Linked DNA regions of Mus musculus: all the other regions are linked to region 4. The links are chromatin contacts, called in public HiCAR-type and promoter capture Hi-C maps. All regions are on one chromosome and are shown on one strand. Each heading gives the region's core, a stretch centred on a gene start, on an enhancer-like site or on the middle of the called end of the contact. The rest is flanking DNA. Distances are from core to core; before and after follow the strand shown.

The links. Promoter capture Hi-C pulls out the DNA fragments that hold promoters and counts their contacts. HiCAR-type assays count read pairs that join an accessible place to other places.
Region 1: a HiCAR-type map of astrocytes shows a contact between it and region 4, with 4 times the contacts expected there. The contact joins the enhancer-like site here to the promoter of Cnih1 in region 4. A contact is called at or near these places in 5 of 39 promoter capture datasets (cranial neural crest, embryonic stem cells, hippocampal neurons and 2 more), 1 of 115 datasets of contacts at active chromatin or transcription factors (astrocytes) and 1 of 9 other capture datasets (embryonic stem cells).
Region 2: a contact with region 4 is called in a HiCAR-type map of fibro-adipogenic progenitors, with 8 times the contacts expected there. The contact joins the enhancer-like site here to the promoter of Cnih1 in region 4. A contact is called at or near these places in 5 of 39 promoter capture datasets (the 3T3-L1 cell line, 3T3-L1-derived adipocytes, liver and 1 more) and 1 of 115 datasets of contacts at active chromatin or transcription factors (fibro-adipogenic progenitors).
Region 3: a promoter capture Hi-C map of hippocampal neurons shows a contact between it and region 4, with 6 times the contacts expected there. The contact joins the promoter of Fermt2 here to the promoter of Cnih1 in region 4. A contact is called at or near these places in 8 of 39 promoter capture datasets (the 3T3-L1 cell line, 3T3-L1-derived adipocytes, cranial neural crest and 5 more) and 3 of 115 datasets of contacts at active chromatin or transcription factors (astrocytes, embryonic stem cells and pancreatic cancer cells).

The regions. Positions count from the first base shown.
Region 1 is chr14:45,598,377-45,603,274 of GRCm38.p6, forward strand. Ddhd1 (DDHD domain containing 1) reads right to left here. Exons shown (of 14, transcript NM_001042719.2): 11 at 4,263-4,515; 12 at 3,189-3,380; 13 at 726-809. Among named protein-coding and RNA genes, the nearest start is that of Gm41145, 19 kb to the left of the region's middle. Within about 2 kb of position 2,370, at least 33 of the 459 cell types and tissues checked have an H3K27ac peak or open chromatin away from gene starts, as enhancers often do. A contact at or near this core is called in astrocytes, where this site is marked.
Region 2 is chr14:45,453,101-45,458,613 of GRCm38.p6, forward strand. No RefSeq gene overlaps it. Among named protein-coding and RNA genes, the nearest start is that of Gm34250, 8.8 kb to the left of the region's middle. Within about 2 kb of position 3,566, at least 51 of the 459 cell types and tissues checked have an H3K27ac peak or open chromatin away from gene starts, as enhancers often do. A contact at or near this core is called in 3T3-L1-derived adipocytes and fibro-adipogenic progenitors, where this site is marked.
Region 3 is chr14:45,527,824-45,532,855 of GRCm38.p6, forward strand. Fermt2 (fermitin family member 2) reads right to left here and starts at 2,242. Exons shown (of 15, transcript NM_146054.3): 1 at 2,111-2,242; 2 at 1,602-1,768. The coding sequence starts at 1,758. It overlaps Gm46452 (a long non-coding RNA gene), which reads left to right and starts at 2,399. Exons shown (of 3, transcript XR_001781252.2): 1 at 2,399-2,733.
Region 4 is chr14:46,786,206-46,791,182 of GRCm38.p6, forward strand. It overlaps Cnih1 (cornichon family AMPA receptor auxiliary protein 1), which reads right to left and starts at 2,152. Exons shown (of 5, transcript NM_009919.2): 1 at 1,978-2,152. The coding sequence starts at 2,058.

The sequences.
Region 1 (4,898 bases), core at 1,120-3,619, 1.2 Mb before region 4:
CTCAACCACTGTTTCGGAACTATACAAAGCAATCTTTTTTGATAACTGAAAAAGATGCACAAAAATTTAAAGGTGGGTAAAATTACAAAGAAAACCCTGAACACATTTTTTAACACCAAAGATAGAATTCACTATTAATAAGAAAAACACGAAAGAGGAAATATAGAAAATTTAGAAGAAATAAGAAGTTAGTAGGAAAAGTAATTATTAAGATTAGTCCTTGGTGATAGATTCAGGATATGTTGGAAATGAAGACTGGGAATAGCTTTGCACCAGTATCACTACATTTAAAAATATCCCCCCCCCCGCCCTCATCACCCCATGAAGGACATTGAGCATTGTGTAGAATGAGCTGTCAGCTAGGGCAGACCCCAGTCCAGGTGCTGATGTTAGACATCACCAGTACAAGTGATGCGGTTCTCTGTGGCAGGGAACTGTATGCTAAGCACAGACGTGGAAAGAACAGTGGGCCTGAGGCCTGAGGACAATATAGAAGACAGACACAGGCCTAATGCCCTCTCTTCTCTCAAGTCCCTCTTTGGTAGGAGTCTATTTTTTAGCATCTGAAGTGGGCATGAACTCTACCATTGAAGACAAGAACACACACATAGTCTGCTGTGGTAGCACTGAAGCAGCTCGCAGAGAGCTGATCCCATTTCTCACTGAGCAGACCTCTAAGGAGAGCATTTCAGGGTGCTGAGTGCCACTCCTGACATATACCATACCGAGGCTATCATCTTTACTCTGCATTACATTTTCCGGAAAAAGAAGTTGTGGGAGATAAAAGAACGATTCTTGAAGTCTGAAATCTGTGAAGAAAAACAAACAATACGCGGTGTAAAGGCAAGGCTGATAGTTACAAATGGCCTTCAGTGTTGCAGTGGCCAATCGTTAAGAACCACATTCCAAATAGGCTGATTAAGCCTAGCCCACAAGGAGCGCACCTCTAGGCTTCTGTCAAGAGCTCCTTCATGGAAAATATGGACACAGTTCAATTCTCAAGTGTAATGTCAGAATCTGTTAATAAGCTCAGATACTCCTCAAACTCAGTGCTAATTCACGTTGTAACCTACAGGGCAAAAACCAAACCAAACAAAAACAACCAACCAACCCTCCCCTAAACAAACTAAAAAAAAATCCGGCAGGAGCACAAGAAATGAAACCATAAAATGCTTTAAGATAAGCCTTGTCTTTTCAGAAGAAATTAAGGATAGCTGTGCAAGATGTGTCAAGTCGATGAAAATAAAGGACACCTGACAGGACTTACTCTTCACAGAGAAAACAGGATTGATCATGGATTCAGTCTGTATCCTCTTTACCCTCAGACAATGAGACTCAAAGACAGTGGCGTCAGATGAAGGCTATCCAGAAAGCTGAGGCACTCAGTGTGAGGAGGGGAGGAGGAAGGAGGCCCAAGAACCTCATCACAACAGCCAGGGTCCACAGAGATTTAAGGAAGAGAGAGTTTCAGGATTGCAAGTCAGCAATTATGGCATAAAAGTCAGGATTACACAGAAGGAACTCTACTGAGGCAAGTCTAAGAATCAGGAACCCAGACCCAGAGTGACTGAAGACAGACGCGCACTGTCAGGGCCTGACTCTAACATTAGTCTATCTCTTTAGAGCTGACTATATGAAACAGACTCATAGATATCTCAGATGTTGTCGAGACTACAGGTGAAATCTAACAAGAAGACTGGCAGAGCATTTACATGCAAGTATGACACAGCACGGCTGGGGTGTAGCCCAGCAGGACCGCAGGCTGCATGCACAGCACACACTGGGTCTGGGTCTGAGGGGACATGTGTGGTGAGTTCTGTTCAGCTGAGCTCCCACTGCGGAGGGAGGGAGGGAGAGAGGGAGGGATCTTTACATTTGTAGCAGCATACAGAACGGACCGGGGTTTTCTTTGCTCAGACACTGTATGTGTTCACTCCTGCTGGGGTCTCAACTGTTCCCGGGAGTGTCTGTCCCCAGTGTGCACCCTCCCATTCACCAGCATCACTGCCATGCACTGACAAGACCATGAAGAACTGTAAATTCTTAGTGCCACCTTACAAAATTCCTCCAAAATAACTGTTTTCAGAAGTTAACTATTTTGATTTCTGCATGCCACTAAAGTTTATACATTTATAATCATGTTTCTAACTAAAAAATAAAAAAAAAACAGTGTAAGAACTCAGAAGAAAAATGAGCTTTATACAAATATCAACATCTAAAAAGAATTGTTTACACATGGCCCTAATGACTTGCAAACACATTTTTTAGCACTGGAAAGGACTGACAGATGCTGTTGGCCCACATAAGAACGCCTAGCCCTGCTGCCTAGTTACCCTGGAGTGGACTATGTGTGTGGAGGAGTGGGGCAGCCTCTTGGATGCCACCCAGACCGGTTCTGGTTGATGGCTGTTTCAGAATTCAGGGTGGCAGACACAGTAAGAACACGGTGCTCCTGGTAGCTGCGGTGGAGTCTGTTAAAAGGACTGGAGAAGTCCATTCCCGCTTGCTAGCTACAGAAAGGAAGCGGCTGCTTCAGAGTCTGTCTCTCCTTATCATCGACGGGAAGACACAAAGTGTCTGTGCTATTACCTGGCACTTTAAGTTCACCGACAGACCAGTGCTTTACAGTTATGCCAGATTAAAAAGTCTTAAGTCTACTGGGAAACAAGAGATCTACCTTAATGCTTCATGCACCTACTCACAGGTCTCCCTACTGTCTACTGGTAACAGGGCAGGGACAGAAGACACACAGTGGGGCCCAAGAGAATGCCTCAGCCTTGGAGGGCTCAGAAAGCTGCATAGGAGTGTGTGGTTAGCTGCAGGACAGAGCAGTGTGTCAGACAGAGGACACATCTAGAGTGACTGGAAACTTAAACCTTGGTGAGCGTATTAATAAAAATGTACTTTGTACAAGCTAGGGTTGCCTACCCCAGAGACTTGTCTTGTACTTGATAATTTAGACTCTCGTGCCAGAGAGTCCTGGTTATAATCTAGCAACTTGTCAACGCAGATACTAAAACTACACTTGCCTAGAAAATATTCTTAAAACTCACATTACCTTTCCTTTCAACGACTTCAGACTTGAGTGGGACCACTACTGGCCCTGCTCGCCCAGCCCTCCCCGCCCACCCATCAAAAGCTACAGAGACAAAGGCACAAAAGCTCAAGGATAGAACTGTAGGACTGACATGCGGAGTCGAGGAAGCCGGAGCCACTGTGCGGCAGGGTCTGCGTTGCCACGGTGGTGGTAGAGGGTGAAGCTGAAGGCTTCTTATCATCTTCCAGTGAGTCTTTAGATGGCTCAGACGGCTGTGATGCTGAAGAACGTCCAAATCTTGAGAACAACATTCCTCCAAGGCCCTTTCCAATGCTAGCAGCCCCTGCATGTCACAGAATAAGGCAATCACTCCACTGACTCCGCTCACAGCACCCTGGGGAGCAGCACCCGCAATCACAGCCGACTGACTGAGGGACTTTCTCAGGGTGGGGACCTAAAAATATTCCAATTTCTACTGTAGGTTTCTAAATAAGAATGATGTTTAAAAGAAGGAAAATATAAATTCTAGGAATACAGATACAGGAACATATAGCCAAAGCAACCCAGGTGTTATTTTATTCAAATATTCATTGTTACAGAGGTTTATGGCAAGATTAAAACTTCTAACAAGAGACCCATGCGGTTGACATGGGGCATCTACCTATTAATAGGAATATGTCTTACTAAATGTATGCTATACAATGCCATTAGTAACCTTTACGCATGATGTCAAATAGCAAGTAAGTTTGGTAGCTAAGGCCTACTTAGAGTGCCATCTTGTGGCACTTAGATAAAGGACACTCACTCAGAAACAAAGGACACATTCAAGTGCTATGCAATTGAAATACCCAATTTCTATGCTGGCACAGGAAGTTACTCAAGGAGAGATGAAATATCCCTCTTGCCTTAGGAAGCGAAAGGACTAAACAATTTCACTTTGAGAGGACATCAGAGACCTTGATGCCCCCAGAATGCACAAGAGCAATAAAAACAACAGCATTTTAAAGGCTCCCTCAGCAAGTCACAGAGCCAAGATTATAAGGAGCAGCAGAAAGCCCCGTCCTTTCTTCAATCTAGTCAGAGGATGTCAGAGCATCTGCTTCAGTCAGCAAAGACGCTAATTCAGGAGATGGACAGGTGGAAGATTTCTAACAGTGCATTTCCAACCAACTTAATACTTACACATAAAGTACTTACATTCATAGGTAAGAAATGAGAGAATTACCCAATATGCTTGCTTTGCCAATGTTAGTTATAGATTCTCCATAGTGGCGCCGAGATAAGACGGGGGAGGTCACAGGGCTTGGGATAGCTGCTATGTTCTCACTGTCTGAAACTGAGGTAGGTTCTTTTGCTGGGTTGAGAAAATTTGGCTTCATATGCTCATAAGGTAGAGGGTTTGAAGTGTTGTACCAGTGGATCTGGACTGGAGAAATGTTGCTGTAGTGTTTCAAAATCAACGGTTCTAATCTGTAGGCCTAGATTTTTAAGAATGCAAAGAAACATGACCTTAATTCACAATTCCTGGATTTTAGTAAAATGTTTATTCTAAAGTGAGAAAGAATTTTTAAAAAATGGTTATCTGAAAAACATTTTTCACTGTTACTATGTGAGGTTGTGTAATTACACGTCCCTAATAGTGAGATTATTAAAAACCCAAAAGAACAGTAATAAAAAAAATGAGTTATCTTTGTCTATTAATTTGTTTTCATAGAAAGACGGTTTCACTGTATTCTGATCAAACAAGAATGAGTCTTGTTGGGCTGGTGAGATAGCTCAGCGGGTAAGAGCACACTCACTGCTCTTCTGAAAGTCCTGAGTTCAAATCCCAGCAACCACATGGTGACTCACAACCACCCGT
Region 2 (5,513 bases), core at 2,316-4,815, 1.3 Mb before region 4:
CACACCCCAAGATTTATCAACAAAATCTCCTTGTTTCTTCCTCCATCTCTGGCGGCAGTGACACACTTGGGTCTGAATGCAGAGATCTTTGGGAGAATGAACTCTATGGGAACCAAAAGAGCTGACTGGCTTCTTTGTCGACCCCTGACCTTCCTTAGAGATAGCACCCAATTAACTAGGTAGCAAACAGTTCATTGTTTTGTCTCTCCCCATTCAGAAATCAGGGCAGCCTAACCTACTGCCACAGGCCATACCCTCAAGCTTTGCTGGGACTCAGTTTTTTTGCCCCAGTTGCTCCAGATATCAAAGGGGTTCTAAACACACTTCCTAGGTTTAGAAATTGTTTTTGTTCAGAGATCAACATGATTTGACCCGAAGCAGTTCCTAAGGGTTAGAGGAAAGGCTGTTAGACCCATGTTGTTTGCCTAAACAAAAAAACCAAACACAACACACTTAAAATGTCTCCGTTCCACCACTGTGTCTTCAATAGTGAAGATGAAAGGAGACATCTGTCCAGTTTCCTTTCTAAACATCTTCTCAGGGAGAATTTGGGGCATGTGAAAGAGGTCAGGCTGCTGGCATGGGCCCCATTTACCATACAGCAAGCAAGCAGGGAATCTAGTTGCAGTTTCAAGCTCTGAGAGGAGACATTTGCACTTCACAGTGTGGCTGCTATCCTCCAGTCTGTGTAAGAGGCTCCAGGAGAAGATGTCAGGCCCTGTCTGGGATTTCTCAGCTATGTGGCTCCAGCAGGTTTGTGCTGGTTTTCCCAAGCCCAGTTGTATGCTGAGGCAAGCTTGGCATTTGCTTTCCCAGTGGAGCTGGCTGTGCTGTTGCTGGCCCAGTTGGGTCTGTGACTTACGTGGGGTCTCGGTATATCCTGAGTATGAAACAGAGCAAGGTCAACTGGACCTTGAAGAACTGAAGCCCTGGCCCCGGGCTCATTTGCCCTGTTCTTAAACCACCGAAGCCTGCTAGCCCCACCAATTAAAGATTCTCTTGGCAGCAGAGGCCAGAATTGGGGACCAGGTATCCAGGAGCAGTGTGGCTGCTGCTGAGACCACTCCCTCCCCCTGGCCTTCAGTGACTTAGTACCACTGTTACACATGGGACATTAGCACCCAAAATGGTCTCTCAGTAGTTTGGAGGTTGTCCAAATGGTGTAGTAGGGTGAAGTGCTTGCCACATGAGCCTAACAGCCTCAGTTAGATCCTGAAATCCAGGTAAGGGAGGAGGGGGAGGAGGAGGGGGAGGAGGAGCTTCATGTGCTTGCTCCTGCCTCCTCAATAATAATAAAAATTTCAAAGCACAGCCTGCCCACTACAATGACAAATATTTGCCATTTTTCACTGTTTCAAGCCCTCCATGTTTAAAAGCGAGTTGTATTTTCTGCAAGGTGGAACCTGTCATTCTTCATTCTACTGTTCCGTGTGTTTGTTTACAAGTCTTTGCTGCTTTAGGTAGTGAGCTGTCTTTTTTTTTTTTTTTTTTTAATCATTTTTAGTTCAGTGCTAGATATTGCCCACAGGACTCTGCGGTGGGACGTGGTGCGGGAAGTGGGGAAGGCTCCTGGGTAGCTCACACTGACTAGCCTTGAACTCACTAACACAGGCTGGTCTTGAACACTTCAGATCCTGCTCCCTCCCTCCCTGGTGCCAGAATTACATACAGGTTTCCCAGCCCTTTTGACTTTTTGCCCCGAGGTCTAACTAATTTGCTCATTGTGATTCTCCTGCTTTAGCTTCTTGAGCAGATGGGATTACAGACCTGTGCCACCACAGGGCCCTGCATGCCCTAGAACCTGTTTCCTGGTGGGCACGAGGACACACTTAAGTTTCTCCACATCCACGGTGGAATTGAGAGGGCCTAAAATGCACAGGATGGCAACAACCGTTTCTGGGGACGCTATAGTTTATAATTGCACCGATAAACATCCTGTTACCCCAGTAACGCTTTACTCTGTCAGATCTTAACCATTTTACTAGTACCACAGGCAAGAGACTACTTTAAAATTGGTGGCTGGGATGTAGCTCAGCAGCAGAGCATGTGTCTAATACACGAGGACCTCTGGGTTGGTTCTGTCCTCTGCACTTCACATACAAAGCGCCCATTTTCCAGAATCCTGTGCAGATGGACAGCTTTTCACTTCAGGCTTCCTTTCCTCCCTTGTGAAATGAGTACCTTAAGGGTTTGTGCATTTCCTCTGGATTGGCCTGTGTGAGCACAGACAGGTGTGCACATCTGTTTATAGTCTCGGTTCTCTTGTCCAGCCAATTATATGATGCAAATACCTTCTCCACATTTTCTGCTCTGTTGATTGATTTGAGAAAAGGCTTGGCTTTGTATAAGCTTGGCATCTTCCGGCCTCTCCAGTCAATGCTCTCCTCTTCCAGCTTTGATTTGCTGTCCACTCAATACTTCCTGCACTGTGTTGTCTCACAGACAGTGACACGTAGGACACATAGGCCAGGATTCTTTAACTCGGATCACAGGAGCATTTTTCCAACTTCAGTCCTTGGTCCACCTGGAATTGATTTCGATGACTGCATAGCTAGACGAGGCTGTGGCCCAAGCTCTTTGGGGAACTCTTTTGTGATGATCTCAGAAACAAGTAGCTGTCCCTACACCCTTGGTTCCAGTCTCTTTTGACTGCAGTGTTTCCATCATCTCTGCCAATGTCGTGCTGTTTGTGGGATGTTTGTTTGTTTTTTGAGGCAGGCTCTCACTATGTAGCCTTGGAACTCACTATTGTCAACCAGGCTGGCCTCTGTGTGCTAGGGTCCAAGGCATGCCAGGTGTGCACCACGACCCCACACTTTCTGTGTTTGAAACTTTAAAGTTCCGATACAAGCTGGGCGGGGTTATTCTGGGATTCTCATGCTCGTGTTTTCTGCTTTGTTCACACTCCTCTCACCCACTGTCCTATTTGGCAAAGCTGATTCCCTCGGCTGCTTGTTATTTCTCAGGAGCATTTTGACTCTTCCAAGTGTTCTGAGCACTGAGTCTGTAACTAGGCAAAAAGCTGAGAGGCTGTGTAGCTACCAGTAGGATTCGGAGTCTGTGTTTTCACTCGATTTTAGAAAGCCGGACATTAGAATTCTGTGCTCAGAATGTTTTCCTATCATGCATTTGCCACATTGATTCAGACATGGCTTCAAAGTTGTTTGGCTCACTGTGCTGTTTGTAATCATAAATGTAATTAACATTGAGCCTGGTCCAGTTCCCGGGGCAGTATTGTGGATAATGCCTGAGCAGCAAAGCCACAGGAGACTATAATTAGATCTCATGAAATAATGGTCTCAAATTATTTTTAAGTGCTTGTAATTTTTAGTAATACTTAGGCCAAAGCACAAACAACAGAAGGGACACTGAACAGGGAGCGACTCTACTAAGAGGAAGGGATATTTGACATCTATATGCTTATCCTGGGAAACTTGATTTTGCTTAATTAAATGTAGTGGAGGAATGGCACAGTGGGAAATCAGGTCACTAGATAAGCCTCTGACTTCTGTTTCCTGTTCTGGGTGGCTCTGCAGTCCACTGAGAATCTCCCTGCCCTTCCCCTGATTTCCCATTTCCTGTTAGTTTTCTCTCCCACCTCCCCCATTCTTGAGCTGCCAAACCACATCAGTTTGAACAGATAAAGAAAGCCTCCGTTAATTTGCTGAACAGCTCTGAGCTCCTGGGAAGGGAAGGGGAGGGGAGGTGAGGGGAGGGGAGGGGAGGTGAGGGGAGGGGAGGGAAGGGGAGGGGAGGGGAGGGGAGGGGAGGGGAGGGGAGGGGAGGGGAGGGGAGGGGAGGGGAGGGGAGGGGAGGGGAGGGGAGGGGAGGGGAGGGCGGGCGGGCTTCCTGAATTGCTGTGTAAAGGGCCCCAGTGGTTCTTCTGCAGGGTAAAAACTGGATCCATTTCTATTATCCCAGACTTTTAGGCCTATGCCTATAGCCTCCGTGCTGCGGCTATATGGCCAGAAAGGGGCACTGGCACAGTGGCCACAGGGCATGGCAAGGATCTGAGCCGGTTCCGGACAGGCAGTTCCGATACACGCTGGCATAAAGCAAAGGCGCAGATCTGGAAGGCTGTCAGGCTAGGGATGGTCCCATGTGTCAAGTGACTTGGATACAGATATAGTACAGAGACGCTGAAAAAACTGGTTTGCTACTGTGTTCACTACTGCTAGTGTTGACTTTAAAATACAGAGCATTGGTGTCTTTCAGCTAAGGGCCAAGAACCCAGGCTGGCCTCATTCTTCTTTATCACTACTGATTTCAAAACCTTTTAATAAGGCACAAATCGCAACTAGACAACACAGAACAGAACAGTCTGCCCTGTCTTTGCCGCTTGAATGTATGACATTGGAGAGATAAGAATGGAAAATGTTGTACCGGGCGTGGTGGCGAACGCCTTTAATCCCAGCACTTGGGAGGCAGAGGCAGAGGCAGGCGGATTTCTGAGTTCGAGGCCAGCCTGGTCTACAAAGTGGGTTCCAGGACAGCCAGGGCTACACAGAGAAACCATGTCTCGAAAAAACCAAAACCAAAAAAACCAAAAACCAAAAGAATGGAAAATATCTCTCAAGGTTACAAAGAAAACTAGTTTATGTGGAGTTGGCAATACTACACCAGAAGCTTCTAACAGGCCACTAGCCTGCTGCCTGAGAAGAACAACATTTGGATGGAGTTTGGTTAATATCCTGTTCCCATGCCCTTGTGAACAATCACAGGGAACAGAAACTCGAATGCAGGTTCTGGGAGTCCTAGACAGTGTTCTTGCAAAACGCTTTCTTGATAGAGGCTGCTGGCGACAGGTGTGAGGGTTACCAAGGCTTGCTTCCCATATGACTGGACAGAGGTGCGAAGCCAGGTCACAGTCTAGCTTTGCCTTGGTTCCCATTAAATGCAGCCATCTGTTCAGAGAAGGCAGAGTCTGCTTGGCTGCAAGGAAACTTAGAAGTATTTATGGAAGAACAGCTATAAACTAAAATTTCTAAAGGGAGACATAGATTTGGACAGAGGACAGGGTATAGGGCTAGTAAATAATATGGCAATGGGATGAATGGCTAGACCAGCAGTTCTCAACCTGTGGGTCCTGACCCCCCTCTCACAGGGGATGCCTAAGACTACGGGAAAATACAGATGTTTATATTATTATTCATAGCAGTAGAACACTACAGTTATGAAGCAGCAAAGAAAATAATTTTATGGTTGGGGATAACATGAGGAACTGTATTGCAGCATTAGGAAGGTTGAGAACCACTGGCCTAGAGAATGTGGCTGTCCAGACTGCTTAAGGACAAATGGGCCCCAGGGAGATGCCCCAGCTCAGAGGACCTGGAGCCTGAGCTTCTGTAGCACAGGGCACAGTCATCAGAGCTTTAGGTAACCAGGGCAGTGCTACACCAGGGCTCAGCAGGCAGGGCAAGCAGTGGTGGTGGGAGACAGAAGAGGTGAGCAGAGCTGGGTTTTTAGAAGCTGTCTTGGCCTCACAGGCACGGGACTGACAGAGGTGGCAGCCA
Region 3 (5,032 bases), core at 992-3,491, 1.3 Mb before region 4:
GCAGATCTCTGTGAGTCTGGTCTACATAGCAAGTTCAAGGCCAGCCAGAGCTACAGAGTGAGACTCTTGCTTGAGATAACAAAACCAAAAACTAACTAAAATAAGGAAAAGCTATAATGTATTAATAAGGTCCACTTATCACGCATAAGACAATCTGATACAAATGACTGTTTCCTTGTCAAACAGGAACCATATGGGATAGTTTTCATCCTCAAGTGGAACTGTTCAAAAAAGGTTGGTAAATATTTTGCAAACAGTGATTTACTTGACTCAAAAAACAAACAAACAAACAAAAAACCAAACGTAAACTGACAGTTACTTGATTAAAGCAGCAAAACTGAATTCTTAAAGGGCCCCTTGGGGGCTCGTTCTTGGGCTATCTCTGGGAGTCAATCAATGGACAGTACTAAGAAGGGCCCCCTGCAATTAACTCCTCTTTAGTCCTCCAACAATAAAGTTCCCTCCAGGGGCATAAAGCAGAGTCACCTAATAAATGAATTCAGTCTAATTCCCAAATTATATCAAACTTCTATTTCATTTACGTTATATGGTAAATATGCAGTTCCCCCTCCCCTTTGGTAAGAAATACTTTTTCTGAGAAACGAATATTCATTACTTTTCCAGGATGGCCTGAGACATGAATGCTGATTAAAACCAACTAACCCTGCCACAAAAGACATCCCCACACAAAACACCTTATCACTTCATTATACAAAGCAGCAAGCATTTTACAGGCCAGAAAGCTGCTGCTCTGATAAACGCTCTCCGGATAAAATCACCCATCTTATCTAGTCTGGTCAATCTGCCAGGTGAAAAATGGTTTGCCTTATCACAAAATGTGGAGTGCAGTTTTCTCGAATATCCTGGGTGATAGCCCTTCCTTACAATCAAGTCCGAATCAATGCAGTATCTATGTGCACTCAAATACTGTCATCTTCAACTCAGTTTAGTGTCTGCTTTAAAAAAACAAAACACACACACACACACACAAAAAAAAAACAAAAAATAAAAAATAAGTTCTTTCGTTGGCTTCTTAATGCTCCTGATAGCTTACTTCCAACTCAGAATACAGATACCAAGTTTGTCAAGCACTGCCCCACCCCTCGCAAGAGCGGACGAGTGGAACATTTCAGGGCACTCCATCACGTAGTACAGCTACTGAAACTTCATACCGACCAACACCAGTGCACATTCTCCAGACCGGGCTGACTGTACACTCTCCCCAATAAACACCACCATCAACATCCAGGTTCCATGAGGATAAGAGGTGGGAACACCTACAGACCCGTAATACCACATTCACAACTTTCACCTGCATACTCTCTCTCCTCGTTACTTTCAACAAGTCGTCCCGGGAATCCGCAGTTAAGCATTTGGTAGGTTCGAATCACTCACTACCTTATGTAAAAATCAAAATAACAAGCAGGACGCAGAGGGGAGCACGTCTATGCGCCCTAACGTTAACAAATTTCGCATTTTAAGCGCAGCACACGCCAGGAGCTAGGATCTCCCAATTCTACCCCTCCCCCCGCCGTCTTCCCTCCCCACCCCCTCCTCTCATTCTGGGAAGTCTTTATTGGAGGCATCGGGGTGCTACTCACCGAGTTTTTCCACCAACTTCAGCATCACCCCTCCGATGTGCACCTCCCCGGTCACTCTCAGAGTGACATCACGGTTCAGGTCCGTGACATGGACGCTCAGTTCCCACGTCCCGTCCGCGTAGCAGCCATCTGGCATCCTTATCCCGTCCAGAGCCATGGCTCCCTTCCTGCGAGCGCGGAGGAAATGGCTCTCGTCAGCGTCACTCCCCCAAAGGAAGACAAACCCCACCGAGTCCGCGGCGCCGGCCGCTGCGAGGGAGAAGGCGGAGGAGCTGCGGCTACGCGCGCACAACCAAGGGCGCGAGCGCGGGCGACTCGGCACCCAGACCGTGGCCTCCGCCCGCCGCGCCCGCCTAGCGGACTTGGGCGCCTTCACCTGCCGCCGCCGCCGCTGCGCCCGGACCGCCCCGCGCCTCCCCACCCGGCCGGGGAGACCGCGCCGCGCCGGCGCGCGCTCCGCTCCTCCCGCGGCGTCCTCCCCGCGCCCCGTCCTCCGCTGCGCCCCTCACCGCGCTCCTCCCGCCGGGCTCCCGAGGCAACAGGCGAGGCTGGCGGCACCCGCGTCGCTGCTCGGGAGGAAAGCGAAGCCTCGCGCCGCTGCTAATGGAGTCCCGGCACCGCGGCCCCCGCCCCACCCCCTCTCCCCGCCCCGGCCCCCGCCCCGCAGCACCGCCCGCAGCCGGCCTCCGCCCCCTCCTCTCTGGCTCTTCTCTGACCGCGCTCCCGCGGGGGAGAGGAGGCGGCGCGCGCTCTGGTGGGGCCGGGGCGGTGCGCGCCTCGGGGGAGCGCTGCGGGGGGAGGCGGCGGCCGCAATCTCGGCCCTGCGGAGCGCTGCCCTTTTATGGAAATGAAGGACCAGGCGCAGGGATGGAATCCAACATCCGGGCTCTCGGCTGCGGAGCTGGGGTGGGGGGCGGGGGCTCGCGGGGCTGAGGCGGCGCCTGCAGCGGGGTCCCCGGGGTTCATGCGTGAGAAGCTGCCTCGGGAAGTTCCCAGGCCCCGGGACGTGTGCGGGGAACCCGGGCGCGAAGGCACCGCGCCGGGGAGCTAGGAAGAGAAGTTGGGATGCAGAAACTTTACGATGTCTGCCTTGAACATCCCACAAAAGTAGGAGAAAGGACACAGAGGGGCGGTGAGCCACAAAAGTTGCCTGGCAAGCAGGGTTCCGCACCAATCTGCGGCTCCTGCTGGACTCATGAGAGTCGGCGAGCATTATTAACCCCTGGAACCCAAGTGCCTGCCAGACGCAAAAGCTTGGCTCATGCGCTCCGGCTGGAAAAGGGGGACCTCCCCACCCCACCCCAGGAGGGCAGTGGTTTCCCCGAGACCCCTTCTCCACCCACGCCAACTGTTGGCGCGTACTTGGGACTTTTCCTCCGCAACTTAGAGGACTCAGTATTTTGAATGCACGCACATTCTCTTCCTTACCCTCCCACACACTTCCAAGACATTTAAGTAGTTTTGAACTGATGTTGAGCTGTTAAAGACTTTGACTAGTGACGAAGAAAGGTCCCCGAAGGCCCACTTCCACGTTCCCATTAACTATTACACTCTGTTGAAGGGAACTGTTCAGAATCAGCAAGCCAGGGGTTGCCTCTTCTAGCAATTTATTTAAGTCCAGGAGAGTCCGATAAGATACTGTAAAGGATCTTGGTTTTTAAAAAGTGTCTTGGACTTCGTGAACTGCCCTAGACACTTCAAAGGGGAGCCTACCGCGCAAATAACCCTTTGTTCATCAACACAACAGCAAAAGAAAAAAGCACAGCCTGCAGAAAGGGGTGGACACCCGTAAGGGAGTGAAAGCAGGAAAACTCGAGTCAAATGCCAGAGGTTTGGGAGTGGAAAAAAAAAAAAAAGGGAAACCACTCTGCTAACACTAGCCAGTCATCATGGAGAAACTGATGCACTTCTCCAAGCTTGCCTCTCTCCAGTTATTTCTACTCTGAGACGTTGTGGGTGGTTTACTTAGAAGCAATGTTGTTCAGGGTGGAAACAGTGTTGATGAAATTATGTTGTTGGAAAATACATAGGAGAATATTTTTAATAATGTAGAGAATTAGTTGCTTGGGTTAAAAAAAATCTGTACAGACCAGGCATAGTGGAGCATGTCTTTAATCCTAGCGCCCAGGAGGCAGAGGCAGGCAGGTCTTTCTGAGTTCAAGGCCAGCCTGTCCTACCTAGTTAGTTCCACGACAGCCTGGGCTATTAGAGAGACTCTGTCTCAAAAAGGCAAGCAAACAAAAATCTGTAGAAAACTGTACGTGCCTCTGTAAAATCAAGAACGCACTCATAGCCGGGCGTGGTGGCACCCGCCTTTAATCCCAGCACTCAGTAGGCAGAGGCAGGCGGATTTCAGAGTTCGAGGCCAGCCTGGTCTACAAAGTGAGTTCCAGGACAGCCAGGGCTATATAGAGAAACCCTGTCTTGAAAAAGAAAAAAAAAAAAAATTAAGAAAGAAAGAAAGAAAGAAAGAACACACCCATTTTTAAATATTTAGATTGAAAAAAGACTAGAAGGAAATTCCCCAAATGTTAGTTATTGGGTGATGTGGTCAAGAGAGGTTTTCTTTTGATTGGTTGGTTTTAGTCTTTCTTTTTCTAACTAACTCAAACCTGCCACATCCTGGACTTTTCTGGCACCACTAAGAATTGCATTCCCTGCCATAATCCGTCTCTGTGCGGTGGACAGACTGGCCACAGCAGCTACCAGATTCGTGAGCTGGATTGTCACTTTTTTCCCGTGTGTGTGTGTGTGTGTGTGTGTGTGTTAGCATCCCCAAAGTTAACTATACATTTATGTTATGTATACATTTACAAATAGGTTGGTACAAAAGCTATAGAAAATATACTGGTACCAATTAAAAACAAATATCAAAGAATCAGGGGTCTATCCCAATGGAGAAATCTCTTTATTAAAGAGATTTCATGAAAATTTACACGTCTGTTATTCACCTCATCTGTTTTTTCCCTCACCTTATCTCCAAAAGATCTGTGGCAATATAAAAGGAGGCATAAGCTAGGAGGTAGCAGGCGTTAAAAGTGGCTCAAAACAAGAAAACGATGTGTATGTGTTTGAGTCTTAGAAGGGTGGGGTAAATACTTGAAATGAAATGAGGAATGAGGCCCAGACTTATTCCTAATGACCTGCGCATGTGTTCCAGTAAGCCCAGAGTTTCTCTAACATGCCTTAGCACCAAAAATATCCGTTCTGAATATTCCTTTTCCTCAGACAAACTTGTTGAAGCCAAGTGTGGTGGTTCATAGCCTCTTAAGCCCCAGCTTCCACATTCTAGCTATTTCCAAGTGAGCTACTTTCTGAACAACCACTATAGCGTCTGCCACTCGGGCAACCGTGTTTCTTTAATCTACTTCAGTAAATGTTCCCTACAATTATTGGTGGGAGGGGTTTTAATATTGTAAATAACTGCCCTA
Region 4 (4,977 bases), core at 902-3,401:
GCCCCAGTGCTGGGATCACATGTACACCCCATGCCCAGTTTATGCAGTTTATGCGGTGGGACTTATGCAGTACTAAGAAGTGTAGGGTTTTGTGCATGTTAGGCAGGTACTTGGCCAAGTGGGCACACCCCTAGTCAAAACTAACTTTTAAGTTGAACAGTTTCTTTCAGCTGGTACCTAGGGATCTTTTGAGTAAAAAGATTGCTGAATGGTTTTCTAATAATGCACAACAGACATATACTTAAAATAATTTTCCCCAAAGTACAGTAATTATCTGAACTAAGGAACCTCTAAATCTAAAAGCTCTCCACTAATCTGTGGCACAACTTTCTTTAATCCTATAACAGGACTTAAAATTATCTATTTCACCTTGACACATTCCTTTCTAATAAAGTAACCCATTTTAAAAAAAATTGCAGGTGTTTCTTTTTTTTTTTTTTTTCTTTTTGGTTTTTCGAGACAGGGTTTCTCTGTATAGTCCTGGCTGTCCTGGAACTCAACTTTGTAGACCAGGCTGGCCTCGAACTCAAATCCGCCTGCCTCTGCCTCCCGAGTGCTGGGATTAAAGGCCTGCGCGACCACGCCCGGCTGTTTCTTAAGCCAAACACAGAATGTGGAAAACGTGGGGAAGTGCCCAGCTCTCTTCCACTAATCTCCACCATTCCAGAGGACATTTATAAAAAGAGCAAATGACTTAAAGTTACAGATGGAAAGGAGCCAGACACTCCACTTTCATTGGAAACAACAATGGGGCCAGCTCGAAAGCTATCCATCTTCCTGTTCTTCCTCCAAAGAGCAGAAGATGCTCTTCCAATCTTAGTTAAAACTAATGAGCGTTGTGTGAAGTAGCAGTTATTTCTGACAAAGTGAACACCGGACCCCAGCATTCCCCATCCACAGGCAAATAGGCTCTAAATACAATCACACTCCTTAGCAAGAAGGACCCTTGGTATCTATCTACCTACTTCGGAGACTTCTGCAACCATTTAATCTGCTGCCATTTAATCACGCACAGGATGGTGATGAAACCTGACTTAGTATTTACACGAGGTTGAACTCGCCCCATCATTCAAATTATGCCATTATTCCAGAAAGTACTGGGAGGATAGAAACAAATGAGCTCAACTTTTGAGAATTGCTGATCTCCCAGAGAGCTCTTTCAGTGGTGCTAAGCGGTAGAGACACTCAAAAGTCTGTCTCAATAGAACTGTCACCAGGGACAGAGCACAGTAAGAATGCACGTCCACCCTGCAAGGACATATGAGGAGCCAAAAGTTTCTGAGGATTTTCAAAATCAAATTAAAACTCCCTCTACTAAATCATGCAGCCCATACCACAGAGGTGGCTTGGGAGGCTGTCTCCTGAAAAAGCTCTCGCGATCCAAAGTATGACTTCAGGGGAAAACTCGGAGATGTGGCCAACGAAGTAATCAATCCAAGCTGCCTCAAAGTTCACCAGGAACTCGTCTCTCAACCACCGTGTTCTACTAGAAAATCGCCCATCGAGTGCTGCAAAGCAGAGTTGGAAATGGAGCTAAAGTAACTTATAATATCCGATTTTGGCCGTGCTCCGAGGAAGCCTTAAAAGGAAATCGGTAATTCAAGGATAAAAATTAGGAAAACTTCACGCCGAGAGTCACCGCTCGGTGCGCACTGGGCATCCATCGAGACGGGGGACGCGGACAAGCCGTGCGCGCGGGCCCGGCGTAGACACGGAGCCGCCCGCCTGCCCGCCCCGCCCAGCCCTGCTCGCGAATAGCGGAGCGCGGCCTGGGCCCGCACGCGGCGGCGTGGACACCGGGACCCCGCACGCCATGCCCTCCGGACCCCGGCCCGGGAGCGCGCAGCGTCCACGGCCCTAGCAGCCAGGCCACGTCCTGGCGCGCGCCGGCAGCTGGGGCCCCACGCAGCCCCGGGCCGGGAGCTGCAAGAGGCTGCGCCGTCGCTCGCCCTCTTTCCCCCTGCCCCGGCTACTCACGTGCCAGATGGCGAAGAAGATGAGCGCGGCGGTGAGCAGCAGCGCCAGCATATAGCAGAAGGCCGCGAAAGTGAACGCCATGGCCGGGGAGGAGCTGCCGGGCGCGCCGGGGCCAGCGGAGAAAGGCGGCGCACGGCCCTCTGGGTAAAACCATTCACTTCCCCCGGCCTCAGCCTCCACTGCCGCCGCGGCCTCCTCCCGGCGCGCTTGCGCAGAGGGCCGCCCGCGCGAGCACCCCCTGATGGTCGGAGTTTGCGTGGCTCTTCTGTTGTCTGCACAGTTGATTTTGTCCTTCATTCTGTAGTTTACTCTTTGGATAGCCATTAAATGAATGTCTAGCTTGTTCCAGAGACTAGTCTTGTGTTTGAAATGCAAAAGTAGATTTTAAAAGTGCCTGTATTGAAAGGATTTAATCTACTTCCAGGAACGAGCGACTAAACAATGTTGTTATAACGCTGTAAACTGGTACTTGTGCATGCTATGAAAGGTCACCCGGCCCTCCTGGAAGCTAATCTGAGGCTTCTATGATAAGTGCAGGAAAAGAGAAGGGAGTGCTGGCGATACAGGAAATCGGCTCAAATGAGCAAAGGGCAGAGGTGGAAAGGGAAAAAGGAAAGGAAAACGTTGTGTCTTGGGTGCAACCAGCAATGGATCTGTTAGTGGAACTTGGGTGACAGAGGTCTAAGACCTCAAACCACAGAGTAGCAAAATACGCTCAGTTCAGGAGCTCAGGCTTACACCCAGACCCCCGGCTTTTCAAACTTTATTGCTTATCACAAGATTTCAAAGATTTTGTTTTTCTCAGTGTAACCCTGTAACATAAAGACCACAGATTAGAAAGGTAGTGGTGGTGAAAAAAAAAATCAAAAACAAAGTAAAATTTCTACAAAACAGTTTTATTTTTAATGCTGGCTGCAATCTGAGAAACCAGTTCATCATCTACTAGATGCTGATGATGGAAGAAAAACTCTTCAAGGCTTTTAAGCAAGAAAGACACGATAAATTTGTGTTGAAATGTGCTCACTGGAGCAAACGGAATAGAATGTTTTAGAGGGCTATGTCCAGCCTGTCTGAGACTTTCTGCATTGGTAGACATTTGCTCTTGTGGAATACAGCCACTGGCTACTTGTGGATACAAGGTGGCTAAGATGGCTAAGGAATTGAACTTTAAATTCTGCATCACTCTAGTGGATTAACATTTATTTTAAAGTTACATTCATTGTGTGAGCACACATCCACTGTTTGGTGGTGAGTGGAAGAAACTCTGAGGCAGTGAGGGTCTGGGAGAATGTGTGCTATTTGGCTTGGGCACTAAATCCTCAGAGTCATGGGAAAATGGCAAATGCCACTACACCCCAGGCTCAAGGAAATAGCAAAACCTTTCTCTAGTCTGTGTGGATTTCCATCTCTACCATAGCCCCACCCTATTCACTGCCTGAAGACTGCTCCCTGCAGAGACTGCACCTACTAAGATTTATTAAATCTGCCTCCTGGTTCACTGAACGCAGTAACCCCTTGTACTGGCTAGTTTTCTGTCAACTTGACACAGCTGGAGTTATCACAGAGAAAGGAGTTTCAGTTGGGGAAAATGTCTTCACGAGATATCCAGCTGTAAGGCATTTTCTCAATTAGTGATCAAGGGGGAGAGGCCCCTTGTGGGTGGGGCCATCTCTGGGCTGGTAGTCTTGGATTCTATAAGAGAGCAGGCTGAGCAAGCCAGGGGAAGTAAGCCAGTAAAGAACATCCCTCCATGGCCTCTGCATCAGCTCCTGCTTCCTGACCTGCTTGAGTTCCAGTGCTGACTTCCTTGGTGGTGAGCAACAGTATGGAAGTGTAAGCTGAATAAATCCTTCCCTCTCCAACTTGCTTCTTGGTCATGATGTTTGTGCAGGAATAGAAACCCTGACTAAGACACCCCTTCTCCCTGTTTCTGTACTCAATACACACACCAAGCTTCCAGGAAGCTGTGCTTTCTCCATCCAAAAGCCCAGCCTACCTGACCCCAACTGTCCTGTATGTGTGTCTTTCTTTTATCCGTTCACTGGACACCCCAGCCATTCCTGGAGGCCGTGCAACCATGAGGCACGGTCAGTGAACAAACCACAGGAATCAGTTCTACTATCCCAGGGACGGAACTCAGAGGTCAGGCATAGCCCAATGCCTTTGCCCACTGATCCATCTCACCAGTCCTCAGCTGAACTTCAAATGGCTACATGTTGCTAAGGTACTAGATAGTGGAGGTCTGTATCACCAATATTATATGGCATGTGGAAATCATACTTTTCTGATAGATAAGAGGGCCACTTCAGTTCTGGGGGGGATCTGATGCCCTCTTCTGGCCTCCACAGGTACTGTACACATAGTACAGGGAAGCAAAACACATAAACTCTTTTTAAAGGTAGTTCCTCAAGAGGCCCTTGGTCCCGTGAAGGCTCTATGCCCCGGTGTAGGAGAATACCAGGGCCAGGAAGCGGGAATGGGTGGGTTGGGGAGCAGGGGGAAGGGGAGAGGATAGGGGATTTTCGGAGGGGAAACTAGGAAAGGGGAAAACATTGGAAATGTAAATAAAGAAAATATCTAATTTAAAAAAAAGAATAGAAAAAACAGTAGTTCCTCAGCCACACTAGGCATATTCCTAGCATTCCGTATCCTCCTCGTGTGATTCATATATGACTGTGTCACTGTGCACATAGGACCTCAGCCACACTAGGCATACTCCTAGCATTCAATATCCTCCTCATGTGACTCATATGACTGCGTCATTGTGCTCACAGGATGCTTCTATCATCACAAGAAGTTCTGCTGGAGAAACTGGGGAGAATATCATGAGGGCCAAGAGCAAATTAAATCAATCACCCATAAACAAGGCAGTGGGTAAGGAAAATCGTCCGTCTACCTGACGCCTTCAGGGGCCATTACAAACAGTGAGCACTCTATGCCTTGTGTCCTAAACAGCTCCCGGTATTGTCTGGGATTTACACTAACTCTCTCAAAAACACT